Regions from separate parts of the Mus musculus genome. Here region 2 is linked to region 1. Evidence: chromatin contacts called from public HiChIP or PLAC-seq data. All regions are on one chromosome and are shown on one strand. Each heading gives the region's core, a stretch centred on a gene start, on an enhancer-like site or on the middle of the called end of the contact. The rest is flanking DNA. Distances are from core to core; before and after follow the strand shown.

Region 1 (6,682 bases), core at 2,012-4,511:
GTGACACTCAGCCCAGTAACTCAAACTCCACCTTTCTCTATTCTCCGAAGTAATTGGCCGCTGCCATTTTTATTTAACCAATTGTTTTAAGTTGGGGTGCAAGGTTTGTACAACAAAAGCTGGTGACATCTTGGGACAACCAGATCTTGGGGTACAAAATTTGGCATCTGACTACATAGCAGCACCAGACAGAAGTAGGCAAAACCCTCTCCACCCCATCACTGAAGATGTGGCCTCTCATCTTCTGAGGTTTGTTGTGTTTTGGAAGCACCAACAATTTTTTGTTTTTTTAGAAGAACAGTATTATCACCATCATCATGCACCTGAAAGGCTTACACTTGTCTAATTAGCAAGAAAACACACACACACACACACACACACACACACAGAGAGAGAGAGAGAGAGAGAGAGAGAGAGAGAGAGAGGAAGAGAGAGAGAGGTGGCTCTGTTCTCCAGATAATTACAGGAATCTCAAAGGGCATCTACTGAGGGACAGGATGCGGTTGGGAATGGGATGTGCTCATAATGATGGCTGCGGAATATACCAGCTCCCAGTCAGACAGAACAATTGTCAGCCTGTGTATATGTGTAACTGCCCACAGGGAGGTCTGTTTGTAGCTCTTCTGGCTCAGACCAGCTTCCCTCTGCTGCAGAAGGTAAACCAGAGCTGACCCTGAGTGGTGGGCTGAGGAAGCTATACTCCCCCATTCAGTCCCCAAACTCCAAGGTCAAGGGCAGCAGGCATGACAACAGCCCCCAAAGCTGGTGGGGAGGCACTTCCATATCTGAACCACAGGTCTAGCTCAAAGGCTAGAATGACGACCATCCATCCTGGAGTATGACAAAAGGCTGAGATGCAGGATTCAGTCTTTTCATGAAGTTTGGGGCAGTTTGGAATGCCATGGTGACCACAGTCCTCTCTCCCTAGTCTGGAGACGAAAGGCACTGGTGTGTGGACAGGGAAGGGGAAGGCTTAGGCTCCTGTGCCTGAGCTGAGGTCACACCCTGCCCCTAACCCAAGATCTAGTTCAGTCACCCAAACAGGAGACAGACAGAGCTTCTCAGCCACTAAGAATTAAAACCTATCGATTTTCCCCATTAGCTAAAGAACGCTATCAGAGTGCATTAAAACAGGCAAAGCACAGCTTCATGAATAATTAACACCTGCAAATGACAACCTCGTGGGACCTGGGGAGGGGGGGAAGGGACATCCAGAGTTCAGGGCCAATCTGACCCCTCTGACTCTCACCCCAGAGATTGTAACATGGGCTGTCTCTCCACCTCCACCACCCTGTCTCCTGTCCCTTCCTATTCCATGGCCCCCTTCTGAAGGGGCACCCTATCAAGTTTGCATATCAAGAGACCCAAGGTTAACCCTTGAAGAGGGAAAGAGGGAAGAGAACCCCCGAATATCACAACCTTAAGGGAAATGCTGCTCCTTTCTGAACACGTTCTCTTCGGCTGTGCAGTGTAGTCCAGTGTATGTCTGTAAGCCTGTGGCTCCAGTCAGGGACAGAAATAAAAAACAACACATCGAATCTGCCACAGAGCTTGTGGAGGACCCAGGGCCCCCAGATCATCTCCCCAGCTCAATCTTGAGTACGCAGAAAGAAGCACCTACTTGGGACAGGCCAATTCATAGCCGGTGCTCCATCCAGAAGAGTAAATAAGAAGAGGCTGTCAAAGCAGACAGCACAGAAAGAGACCCTGTCCCCAGAGGCAGGTGTGGATTTCAGTGTCAGGGAAGCCTCCACAGGAGAGTCACGAGTTCAAGGCCAGCCTGGGCTACACAGTGGGGTGTCAGGAGGAAAAAGAAAGAGAAGAAGGGGAAGAGAACCTGGGAGGATTGGTTAGGGTGAACACCTCTTAGGCTAAGCAACAAGGAAAGCCCAACGTCCCATTCAAACATGCTAGGTTGGCAGAGCTGGATCCTGGCCCCAAGCTGCTATCTGCCAACTTGTCCTTTGTGCACTGCTCAGGAGCCAGCCCTTTTTTTTTTTTCTTGGCCTAGGAGGTCTAGACCTGTTCTTCCAGCTAGTGAAACTCAGTTCAGACAGTCCTTCCAGGCTTCTAACTCTCCATCTCCAACCGCCCCCGACACACACCAGGTTCTCAGCCTCAAGACAAATTCCCACTTCATCTCCCATACACCCTCCCTCTTCTTCATCACCCTACAGTGAGCAGAGTGGCTCAGAACAAACACTTCCCACGCCTCTGACCATGTTTATCTCTTCCTGGTTTGTAAGGCTCTGTACAACCCTGTCATCTTCTCTGATGGTCTTGCCCCGCCTCTTGATCCCCCAGGAAAGCTCTACTCCATACCAAAAAAAGCCAGCTTAAAGACCTTACCTGCCTCTCACTCACCTCCCCAAATGGCCCCTGGTGCCTATGTTCCTGCAGGAAGGCTCTCCCCTAGAGTCTAGATCTTCAGTTGGCTCCTCCCTCTCCTGTAGGTCTCTGCTCTGATGGCACCTTGTTGGAAGTTTGTTTTTTTTTTTCTTCCTCAAACCCCCTTTCTAAGTACCTGCCTGTCCATCCCAGCCCTCCTGCTTAACTCCCCTCCCACCCCGCCCTTTTCACAGCCTGATTTCTTTATCCTTTGTTTCCTCTGCTCCCAGGGCCACTGGAATGGTTGTCTGTGTTGTCAGTTTCTGCACAGGTGAGGTCCCAACTGCAGGCAGTGCCCTGGGCTTGCCTGGGGGAAGCACCCTTTCTAATTCATTGGTCCCTGTACAGACCAGCCACAAGCCCCTTGACCGCCTCCTGTTGGGGTACAAGCCCAACCAAGGGAGGAGGAGCCTCTGTGTCCCGCCCAGTGCCTGATAAATACACAATGATGCTAAGGAAACAGGTAAATAAGGCCCACTCTGGTACACACACACACACACACACACACACACACACACCCCAGCTGAGCATACTAAACAATGTCTGCCTCACCCCTGGCTCCCATTCAAAGTGGTCATGCAATTGGACCCAGACTCAGAATGCTCATTTCTGGGAATGTGGAGGGACTTGGTTACTTGACAGTGTAGGTGTGAACTGAACGGCTCTGGGGGTGGGGTAGGGGGTAGGGGGGATGGTCCCTGGAGCTCAGAGCTCTGAGTCCCACCCAGATCCTCCCTACCTGTGCATGGAGGGTCTAGGTGGCACAGGACATCTGACCAAGCCCCAGGGACTGTGCAGCATGGGCTCGCAGGCAGGAGGTATTGCGGAGTGTGTGCTAGCACACCAGGCTCCCAGCAGAGGCGTGGTCCTTGCTTCCCTACAGTGGCCAGCCGCAGCCTCCTAGCTCTGGCAGAGAAGGAGTTAACTTCCAGGCTTCTCAGCGTGAATGTGGAGCTATTAATACCCACAGCCCAGCCATCTACAGCCACCACAAGGCTGAGCCCCAGAGCTGAGGAGAGAGATCGGGGAGCAGGGCAGCTCCCAGGCTGGCCAACCAGTACCTGACTTCAAGGGTCAGAACTTTTTCTGGGGACAGTGTAGACTCTGTGTCAGACTCACCTGACCCTTGCCTACCCCCCAGCTTCAGGTGTCAATCGGCTCTCCCGCAGGCCACTGAGCTACTTACTCCAGCAGGGGAGGACAAACTTTGTCAACCACCTCTGTGCCTGCTGGTCACCTAGGAGGAACAGATTGCTGGACAGACAGACAGAAGGCTCACACTCCTGCCTCTGGCAGGCATCCGCAGAGTGGACAGCTAAGGTGCTGAGGACTTCCCCAGAGGCAGCGATAGGACCTCGGTCCACTGCCGGCCGGCCACCTCTTGAGTCCAGGCAGCTGATAACTGCTGTTCAAGTGCAGATCCCGTGCCTCAGGACAGGAGCCCCAAGAGAGCCACAGGCTCTTCCACCCACCGAGGCAACGGGTAACGTGGGCGAGAAGGCGCAGGTGGCAGGTAGGCAGGTCCGGGGTCCTGAGGCCGACAGGCTGCTGACCCTGGAGCACACTGGCTCAGAGAACCGCGTCCTGTCTGGGGATGATGCTGTGGCGGCCACCAACAGTCACCCCTGCCCTGTCCTGCGGCTGCCTCCTGCCTGGCCCCTGGGCTGTACAGCTGATGATGTGCCAGCCTTCTGCCTGGTCTGCTTCCACAGAGAGGAGGAGGAATTGGAGGAGGTTCCACTGCAGAGGTCAGTCCTGGGGTGGGCAGAGGGCTGGAGGGACCACCATGCAACCTTCCATGCAGGAACTTAGGGGCCTGGTGATGATGTTTATGGGACCTGTCTGCCCAGGCTTACTACCCCCTCCACCTTCCCGCTGAGCTCTCTGGCTGTCACCACAACCTTCCCATTCCTCCCACTCTGGCCCTCGAGTGACTTGCCTGTCCCTTCACTCCCATTGTGGTCATGTCTTGTCCCCATTTAGAGACCTCCATGGTTCCTCAGTTCCTAAACAGAAAGTCAGCACTCGGCATTCAAGACCTGTCTGATTGGGTTTAATGCCCCATTTCACTCTGTTCACCAATATTACCAGGGAATACTCTGGCTCCCCTCCACCCAGGCCCAGCTGAAATGTCTCTTCTTTCAGGAAGGCCTCCCAGAAGACACGGGCCCGCTGATCTAAGAGCCCCTTGCACTTCTAGCATCACACTGGCATTTAACATATGCTCAGTCTTTGTTGAATTAATAAGTGAAAATGTGTATGTGCACATGTGCACATGTGTGCATGTGTGAGCGCTCATATATGTGGAAAGGAGGGGAGGGAGAGAGAGAGAAGATGAAGGTTTCTAAGGTTGGGATTGTGTATTTGTGGGAGAATGTGTGTGACTGTGTGTACAGGTTTGTGGGAGCAGATGGGAGGACCTTTGGGATGAGAGGAGCTATGCATGAGGCCAATGCCTAGGCACTGACTGCTATGCCCCCCGACCCTCAGGGAAACCCTGGCCCCAGCCAAGTGTGACCTGGGCCACACTTGTGAATACACAAGTCAACAGGGTCACCTCTGCTCCAGCCCAGCCTGCTCAAGCCAGTGCCACTGTGGGAAAGGCGAACACAGGGCCAAGCTAGGGTCTTGTCCGTGTCCATTGAAGAATAGGAGGAGAAAATGTGGGCCCCTGCATCCTGGACCAGGTGCCTCTCATGAGTATATTGGACCCTGCATCTGTGGTTTCCCCGCTAGGGACCTCTATGTCCTCCTCTGTGAAGTGGGAGGATGCTTTCTGCCCTGGTTGCCAGCTGACCATGCAGTGACTGGACAGACACCTGCAGAGCGCCAGGCTTCAGCTGGGGCCTGGAATCTTGGCACAGCCCTGGTGAGGTCTGCTGGCAGACAGGTTGGGCAGAGATTGAGGGTACAGAGAGTGGGGACACAGTGCCCATGAAGTCAGGATGCAAGATGGACCACTTCTTATTACAGAGACCACAGTATATTCCACCAAATCTATCTAGGAGTACAGATGCCTCTCAGGGAATGAGGGAGGCGTAAGAAAAGGTATCAGTGGGCTGTGGGGCGGCAAGGGTGAAGATTGGTGGTTTGGAAAAGTAACTGGACAGGGATGGGTTGAGGTTGGCAAAGACAGTAGTATCAGATCGCATAGACCTGGACTTCTGAGTTGAGCATTTGAGCAGCCATGGAGGGCTGGAAGCCAAACAGGCGAGTTAGGAGACTCAGTGAGGCTTAGATGGGAGACACTGTTCTTTACGCCACAGAACTCCACACCGCCAGTGTGGCCACTCTTTATAGTGGAGGCTTGGAGTGCTTGGCAAATGACTGCGTCAGCCAATGAAATGACACAGGAGGCGGGGCCTTGGCATCATCTGCTGTGGTTGTCTGTCTTCTCAGTGTCTCTGTCTGTCTTCTCAGTGTCTCTGTCTGTCTCTGCATCTGTCTGTCTCTCTCTGTGTCTCTGTCGATCTCTGTCTCTGTCTGTCTATCTCTATGTGTATGTGTACCTCTGTGTGTCTCTGTATGTCTCTCAGTGTCTGTCTCTCCCTGTCTCTCTCTGTATCTCTGTTTTTCTTTGTATCTGTTTGTCTCTGTCTCTCTGTGTGTATCTCTGTATGTCTCTGTCTCTCTCTGTGTCTGTCTCTTAGTCTTTCTGTGTTTGTCTCTCTGTCTCTCCCCGTCTCTCTCTGTCTCTGTCTTTCTCTGTATCTGTTTGTCTCTGTCTGTCTCTCTCTGTGTGTACCTCTGTGTGTCTATGTCTCTCTCTGTGTCTCTGTCTCTCTGTGTGTCTCTATCTCTGTCTCTCCCTGTCTCTCTCTGTGTTTCTGTTTTTCTCTGTATCTGTCTGTCTCTGTCTATCTGTCTCTCTCTATGTGTACCTCTGCGTGTCTCTGTATGTCTCTGTGTCTATCTGTCTCTCTGTGTTTGTCTCTGTCTCTCCCTGTCTGTCTTTCTTTGTATCTGTCTCTGTCTCTCTCTCTCTCTCCCTGTGTATCTCTGTCTGTCTCTCTGTGTCTCTGTGTGTGTCTCTCTCTGTGTGTCTATTTCCTTGTCTCTCTGTCTCTGTTTTTCTCTCTCTGTCTCTCTCTCTCCTTGTCTCTGTCTTTCCGTGGGGATGAAACCCAGGGCCTTGCACGTTTATGTTAATGTGCAAGGTTAATTCTAGGTTAAGTCTCAGCCCTGAGCTGACTGTCAACAGCACACAGTCAAGCCCTGCCCCGATGTCCCCTTGCTTCAGGTCTTGGAGCAATGCTTATACAATCAATCCCTACCAGTGAGTGACTCAGGAAGC
Region 2 (6,682 bases), core at 3,126-5,625, 54 kb after region 1:
ACTTCATAATAGTAGTTTTGTTACTGCTATGAATTGTAATGTAAATATGTTTTCCTGTGGTTTTATGTAACCCCTGTGAAAAGGGCATTTGACGCTCATAACGGGGTCGCGGCCCACAGGTTGAGAACCTCTACCCTATCCTAAAGGTGGACATGATGAAATAGCATCAGAAATCACACAGGCTTGGAGAGATGGTGGCTGTCAAGGTGGCTTCTTCCAGAGGCTTTGAACTTGGTTTTGTACACCCAGGTCAGGTGGCTCACAGCTCAAGCTACAGGGTGTCTTCCATACTTCCTTGAGCACCTGAGAATGCAAACATAGTACATAAATAAAAACAGATTTTTTAAAAAGTGTGTATAAGCAGAAGGGCAACAAAATGGGAAGGGACAGGCAGGGTGCAGGCCTTCTAGCTGTGTGAGCTCCTTGGCAGGAAAGGGAGATGAGAAAGCTCACCTGCAGGGGTAAGAAGGGAGGTAGAGTCCAAAACGCCATTTCACTCTGGTAAAGGTGGACCCTAGACTACGGACAGAGAAGAATTTCAGGAGAGTCAGAGTGGAGTAAGGTTATATTTAAGGGGAGATGAGGGAGGGTACACACTTCAAGTTGGAAGCCCTGGAGAGAGCTCCTCTTGGGCACATGATTCTGTGGACACCCTCCCTCCCTCCCTCCCTCCTACCCTTCCTCCCTTCCTCTCTCCTTCCTTGTTTCTCCTCCTCTTCTCCACGATGAGATTTTACTTCCTGTCCTTAGCAGGTCAGGGACTCTCTGTGTGGAAGAGACTGGCTCCAAACATCCAGGAGGTCCTTGCGCTTTGGCCTTCATGTGCTCTGTGATTCAGGAGTGAACCAACAAGCCTGGCTTGGCGCTGTGTCAATTAGGTTGTCCAAAGCATGCAATTTACAACACACTTTTAGATTAAGCAAGATTTAAAATTAAGTGGGACTGTAGAGGGCACTTGCTGCTCTTCCAAAGGACCCACATGGTGACTCACAACCACCTATAACTCCGATTTCAGGGACTCCAACTTTCTCTACTGGCCTCCAAGAGCAGCAAGCAAGCATATGGTGCATGTACATACATGCATGCATACATACATACATACATACATGCATGCATGCATGCATGCTTTTGTATAGCAAGCAAACAAAAAAATCCAGACATACTAAAAAATAAATATTTTTTGAAATTTAAAATTAAGTGTAAGAATTTTTTTTTCACAGTCCTGGTGCTGGTATTTTATTTCTTTGTGTCCATTAGGCCATGAATTCGTATGGAATGGGCTCCAACAGCTCAGGCTCTTTTCCGTTAGTCCTCACAAAGTGTGCTTCTCTGGGTGGCGCAGGCTGGTGCTTCAGCTGCACCCAGGTGCCCTTCTCTTTGGCTTCCTTTTTCTTCTGGTTGTTCTCCTTCACCCGCTTCAGGAAGCTGTCTCTGCTCTTTGAGTGCTTGATGTGCTCAATCCGCACATTGATCCTCTTGGCCAGAATTTTGCCCTTAACCTGCTTGTTGACAATGATGCCCACGGCATGCTGGGTGACACTGTAGACTCTTCCGGTTTTGCCGTGGTAGCACTTATGGGGCATTCCTTTTTGAACAGTGCCCATTCCCTTGATGTCTACAATATCACCCTTCTTGTAGATTCGCATGTATGTGGCCAAAGGAACAACGCCATGTTTCCTAAAAGGCCTAGAGAACATGTACCGGGTGCCTCTCCTCTTTCCCTTTGTGTTCGTCATTTTGGCGAGTTACTGGAAGATGGCTGCCAGAATATTTTTTTCTTAAAGAATTTCCCTTTGCAAATGAAATCATAAGGTAGTTTATAAGGTCGTTTGCTGAGCTGTAGGGTAAGAGGGCTGTTGGCTTAACTCAAAGGCCATGAGTACTCTGGTTCTGGGTAGGCATTGTATGCTTATCCTTTCCGCCTCTTGCTCGCGATATCTATAGGAATGGAGACTCTGTACGCTTAATCAGTTAATCAATTAATACAATTAATCAGTCGTATGGGAGCTTCTGATTCCCACCCACATCTGGGGTGTGGGGCTTCTTCCCTGTCCATGTCTTTACTATCTTTCAGTCAGCCGCTAGGTCGTCCCAGTGAAAAGAATCCGCAGTCTTACCAGCGTGGCCAGCCTCTGGTCCTCCCACACCTCAGATCCAGTAGGCTTTGGTGACACAGCCAGTCTTCTGGTGGGACAGGCCAGCAGTGTGAAAGAGGTTTATTTCTCAGAGAGCCAGAGTTGTATATCATTTTGAGACAGAACCAATTGGTCAAGACAGATATTCCCAGACAACTGAGAACAAAGAAGAATGCCGTGAGCCAGGGAGCCAGGAGTCAGTCACTGGAGGTAGCCATGGTGGTGGGATGCCAATGAGAGCTCATGTAGAAGGCTTAGGTCAGGTCAGGTTAGGACAGTGGCTAGTGAGTCTGCCGCCTCAGGATAATCATTGGAGACTTGATACTTCCAAGCCCAGCATCAGCCAGTGGGCTAGACTCTGAGCTGGTTGTCTGCTGTGAGGTTCACTGCCTCAGTGGCAAGGACAACTAAAGCTCTGCAAGCTTCTTGGCATGTGCCACCTTGGCCTTCTAGTAGGGCATGTGATGCTGAGCAGGTCCTGAAAGTATGGAGACAGCTCTAAATGTCCAGATCTCTGTGTGCCCATCTTATTTCCTCTCTTGGGGAGCCTAACTCAGGAGGGTGGGAGACTCTGCCCAGCCCTGGATACTAAGCTAAGTGTGGGCACAGAGGCTCTTGATATACAAAGGGAAGCTAACTATCCTAATTTGCTTTCCTGCTGCTGTGATAAGCTATGATCAGAAGCAGGTCAGGGTGCAGGGAGGGGTTTGCTTCAACTTACACCAGGTAACAGTCTTTCCTTGAGAGAACTCAAGGCCGGAAATGGCAGCAGAAACCTAGGAGGAAGACTGCTGACGGGCTCCATCTCTGGCTAGCTCTTGCTTGCTCTCTGCCAGCTTTCTCGTACAGCATAGACCCACCTGTCAGGTGTGGTGCCACCCCCGTAGGTGTAACCATCAGTCAAGATGAGGCTCACAGCCATGGCCACAGGCTGATCTGATAAAAGCAGTTCTTCAGCCCGTTCCCTCTTCCCAGGTAGCACTAGGTTGCTGAAAAAGCATGTACCACTCTTCCTTTCTCCTCTCCCTCTTTATAGCATCCTTCTCCACTCTTTTACCTTTCTTCTATTTCACCTTTTGCTCTCCCCCATCCGCAGCTCCCACAGCCTTGCTGAGGGAATGGACACACTGCTCTTTCTCTTTCTCTGTTCCAGCCCACCTTTACTTCATTTGTTTATACACTGACCCTAAAGGACTGTGCATGTGTTCCTTACGCATGCTTGTGTGTGCATACGGTGGCAAGAGCAGCCACTCAGTGCCTCAGACCCCCGTGGTCCCTTGTCTGCATAGAACAGGTCTCTAGTTGCAGGTGGACAAGGAGTCAGCGAAATGAATGACAGACAGACACGGACGCAGCACAGGATTGTGTAGAATCTGAATGTAATTTGTCAGGTCGAGCATCGAACTTTTTATACAGAAGAATAACAAGAAACCAGACCATATACATCCGCTGAGTTACAGTGACACAAAACATAAGGAATATATACATCAAAAGAAGGTGGGGACCAGGCCACTGCCACTAAGAAGGGAGCCAGGTGTAATGCTAGTCTATTGTTAAGCCCACCACCAGGGGTTCTTAGTAAATACCAGATTTATGCTGTTTCTTTGGGCCTAGTGAAGAAACCTGTCTCAGGGGGATTCCCTAACTCTTTCATGGTAAACCCACCTATTTGCTAGGCCATTGTGTATTCCCTTGTCTGGCTAAGACTGACTATTGTCTCAAGTAAACACTCTGCAGATCAGCCCTGAGCTATTCCGGCTCCGTTGTTTGTAATGCCTAATTAGTTTCACCTTCTCTACTAGAAGTAAATTTGAATGTTACTGAATAGATAACCTTCTTACTGAATTCCTACTGAATTCCAAGTTTGTCGGCTTCAAGGATTTTCTGGGACGTTGGAACACTGGCGAAGGCTTAGCTATGTCAGAATCCAATCTTAAAGGGCACTTATAATAAAATAATACTAAAAGAGAGCACATGGATCCATACACCAGACTAACGCGGGGATAGGGTATGAGTATACAGGTTATGAGAATGCCAAGGTTCCAGGAGGTGAGTTTCTCTGAAACTCTTTGCCTTGTGAGTGCTTCCAGGCTTCTCAGCCTGTCAAGCAGACTACACTGGAGTGTGCGTAGCACCTCAGAGGACTTCCTTTCTCACGAGCACCTTATGGCCTTGAGGCAGGGTCTCTCACTGTACCAGGTCATCAGGTTTGGATAGACTGGCTGGGCAGCGAGCTCTTGGGATCTGCCTGCCGCTTATCCTAGTGCTAGGATTGCAGACACTAGCCATGCCTCTATGTGGGTGCTGAGGGTCTGCAGAGCAGCCACTCTTACTCACCCACCTAGCTTCCCAGCCCCCATCTTCAAAATTAGAATTTCTTTGACAATTTTATACATGGGAACAATGCATTCTGGTCATACACCTGCTCCACTATCTCTTTTTATTGTCATTTTGTGTAGATTTTGCTTTATGACCATGGGCATGGGTGTGGAGCTGCCCCTTGGAATAGTAACTCATCAGAGGGTACACTACTGAAGATACTGACTTCCTGACCCCATTAGCTTACCTGGGTGGGACAAAGTCCGACGAGCCTCTCTCTGTCTGTGACTGTCCTTGTCTGCAGGCTGTGCTTGTGCAGGTCCTACGCAGACAGCCACAGATGTTCATGAGTGTCACAATCCATATCATAAGATAGCATTTCATGGCCTTCCTCCCTCCGGTCTGGATCTTATATTCATTTTGCACCCTCTTCTGTGATGTCCCCTGATCCCTGGAGCTGGTGATGTGGGTGTGTCATTTAAGGTGGAACAGCGATGTGGGTGTGCTATTTAAGGTGGAACACTCAACAGTCACTTGCTCTCAGCACTTTAACCAGCCACAGATTTCTGAATTAACCACTGATTGCAACAAAGAGAAGCTTCTTTGGTCATGGCTGATGGTAGCACTAGTCCGTGGTGTATGTATAAATATTTAGGAAGCAGCTTGGCAGCATACCCACTTAGCAAAACTAAGCAGACTCAGCCCCAGTGCCATGACCTCTCTTCTTAGCCCCTAACCATGTGTTCAGTACTAGGAACGAAGTCCCTCCTGTGGACCAGGACTCAGATCAAATAAAAAATACTGTGATTAATATTAATAAATAAGGTCACCCCCTTAACCATCATGTCACCATGGCACCAGTGAGCTTGACAAGTTGGCACTGTAGCATGTAAAGTTCCAAGTTAGAAAAAAAAAAGATTTCTGGGTTTTCTCCCCCAGCTGCCTTGATAGCACTTTCCAGTCCTGTGAAGGGTAGCCAACCATCAGTGAGGGGAGGCTTCTGTCCAGTTCCAGCATATTCTCCAACCAGCATGTGTGGTGTCTTCTGCAGTTTGCATTTTCTTATCAGACAGTTCTGGAGATCAATCAAGAGTAATGGCCATTGGTGGCTCGGTAGGAGCTCTGGAGCCTTTATGGCCAGCAACTCCCATATCTGCTACAAGGGTTGTTGTTTAGTAACCCATGGTCTCTGGGGTTGGTAATATCCTCCCATGTGTAGTGCTTCTGTTCAAAGTCGTTTTAAAAAGCTGTGTTTTAAGATTATCGTATAAGGTAGTGGGTTTCCATGTGCCTTTTTTTTTTTTTTTTTTTAATGGGTTTTCAAGACAGGGTTTCTCTGTGTAGCCCTGGCTGTCCTGGAACTCACTCTGTAGACCAGGCTGGCCTCGAACTCAGAAATCTGCCTGGATTAAAGGTGCGTGCTACCACTGCCCGGCCCATGTGCCTTCTTTACAGTCTTGGCTTCTGTTTAACCCTTCCTGACTCTGTGTTCATCCACCTCAAGCTTCAGCACTCGGTAGCATCCTCTGTTTCCATAACACATGTGTTCAATAATGCTCCCCGGTAAGGCCGCCTCTGCCCGTGCCAGGGCCCCTTTCTCCCTTTCCGGTCTTCACAAGCATCCTAAGTTAAACCAGCAAATCTAAATGGAAGCTGGGATGATGCACATGAGAGGGAACGCGTGGCTCTCGACATCTGAGGCCTGTATTACTGTGTTCTCTGTTGCTGGGATAAAAACCATGACCAGCGGCAACTTGCAGGGAAACAGGCTTATTTGGCTGACGGGTCACACTTCATCATCGAGGGAAGCAAGGCCAGGAGCTCAAGTAGGACCTGGAGTAAGAGCTGATGCAGAGGCCATGGGCGATGCTGCTTACTGACTTGCTCCTCGTGGCTTGCTCTGCCTGCTTTCTTATAGAACCCAGGACCAGCAGCCCAGTTCTTGCCTTGAGTTCTTGTCCTGACTTCCCTCAGTGATAGAGTGTGACCAGAGAGAGATAAGATGGAAGAAACCCTTTCCTCCCCAAGATGTTTTGATCACAGTCTTTATCACAGAAATACATCTATCCCCCAGAATGTCCTCTTTCACTAGGGAAATAAAGACCAAGTACTCCTCGTGTATGTGTGTGTGTGTGTGTGTGTGTCTGTCTGTCTGTCTCTGTGTGTGTCTGTGTGTATCTCTCTCTCTCTGTGTCTGTGTGTGTCTGTCTGTCTGTGTGTGTCTCTCT

The links. HiChIP or PLAC-seq counts read pairs in DNA pulled down with a chosen protein or histone mark.
Region 2: an H3K27ac HiChIP or PLAC-seq map of embryonic stem cells shows a contact between it and region 1, with 2.3 times the contacts expected there. The contact joins the enhancer-like site here to the promoter of 1700123J17Rik in region 1. A contact is called at or near these places in 5 of 39 promoter capture datasets (cranial neural crest, embryonic stem cells, frontonasal cranial neural crest and 2 more), 83 of 484 Hi-C or Micro-C datasets (2-cell embryo, 8-cell embryo, the AML12 cell line and 59 more), 7 of 115 datasets of contacts at active chromatin or transcription factors (acute myeloid leukemia, embryonic stem cells, large pre-B cells and 3 more) and 4 of 9 other capture datasets (adipose tissue, liver, macrophages and 1 more).

What each region holds. Positions count from the first base shown.
Region 1 is chr7:126,244,977-126,251,658 of GRCm38.p6, forward strand. 1700123J17Rik (RIKEN cDNA 1700123J17 gene) reads right to left here and starts at 3,262. Exons shown (of 5, transcript NR_131046.1): 1 at 3,128-3,262. It also overlaps a transcript of Sbk1 not described here.
Region 2 is chr7:126,298,181-126,304,862 of GRCm38.p6, forward strand. It overlaps the pseudogene Gm10155. Among named protein-coding and RNA genes, the nearest start is that of Sbk1, 29 kb to the left of the region's middle. Within about 2 kb of position 4,376, at least 5 of the 459 cell types and tissues checked have an H3K27ac peak or open chromatin away from gene starts, as enhancers often do. A contact at or near this core is called in embryonic stem cells, where this site is marked.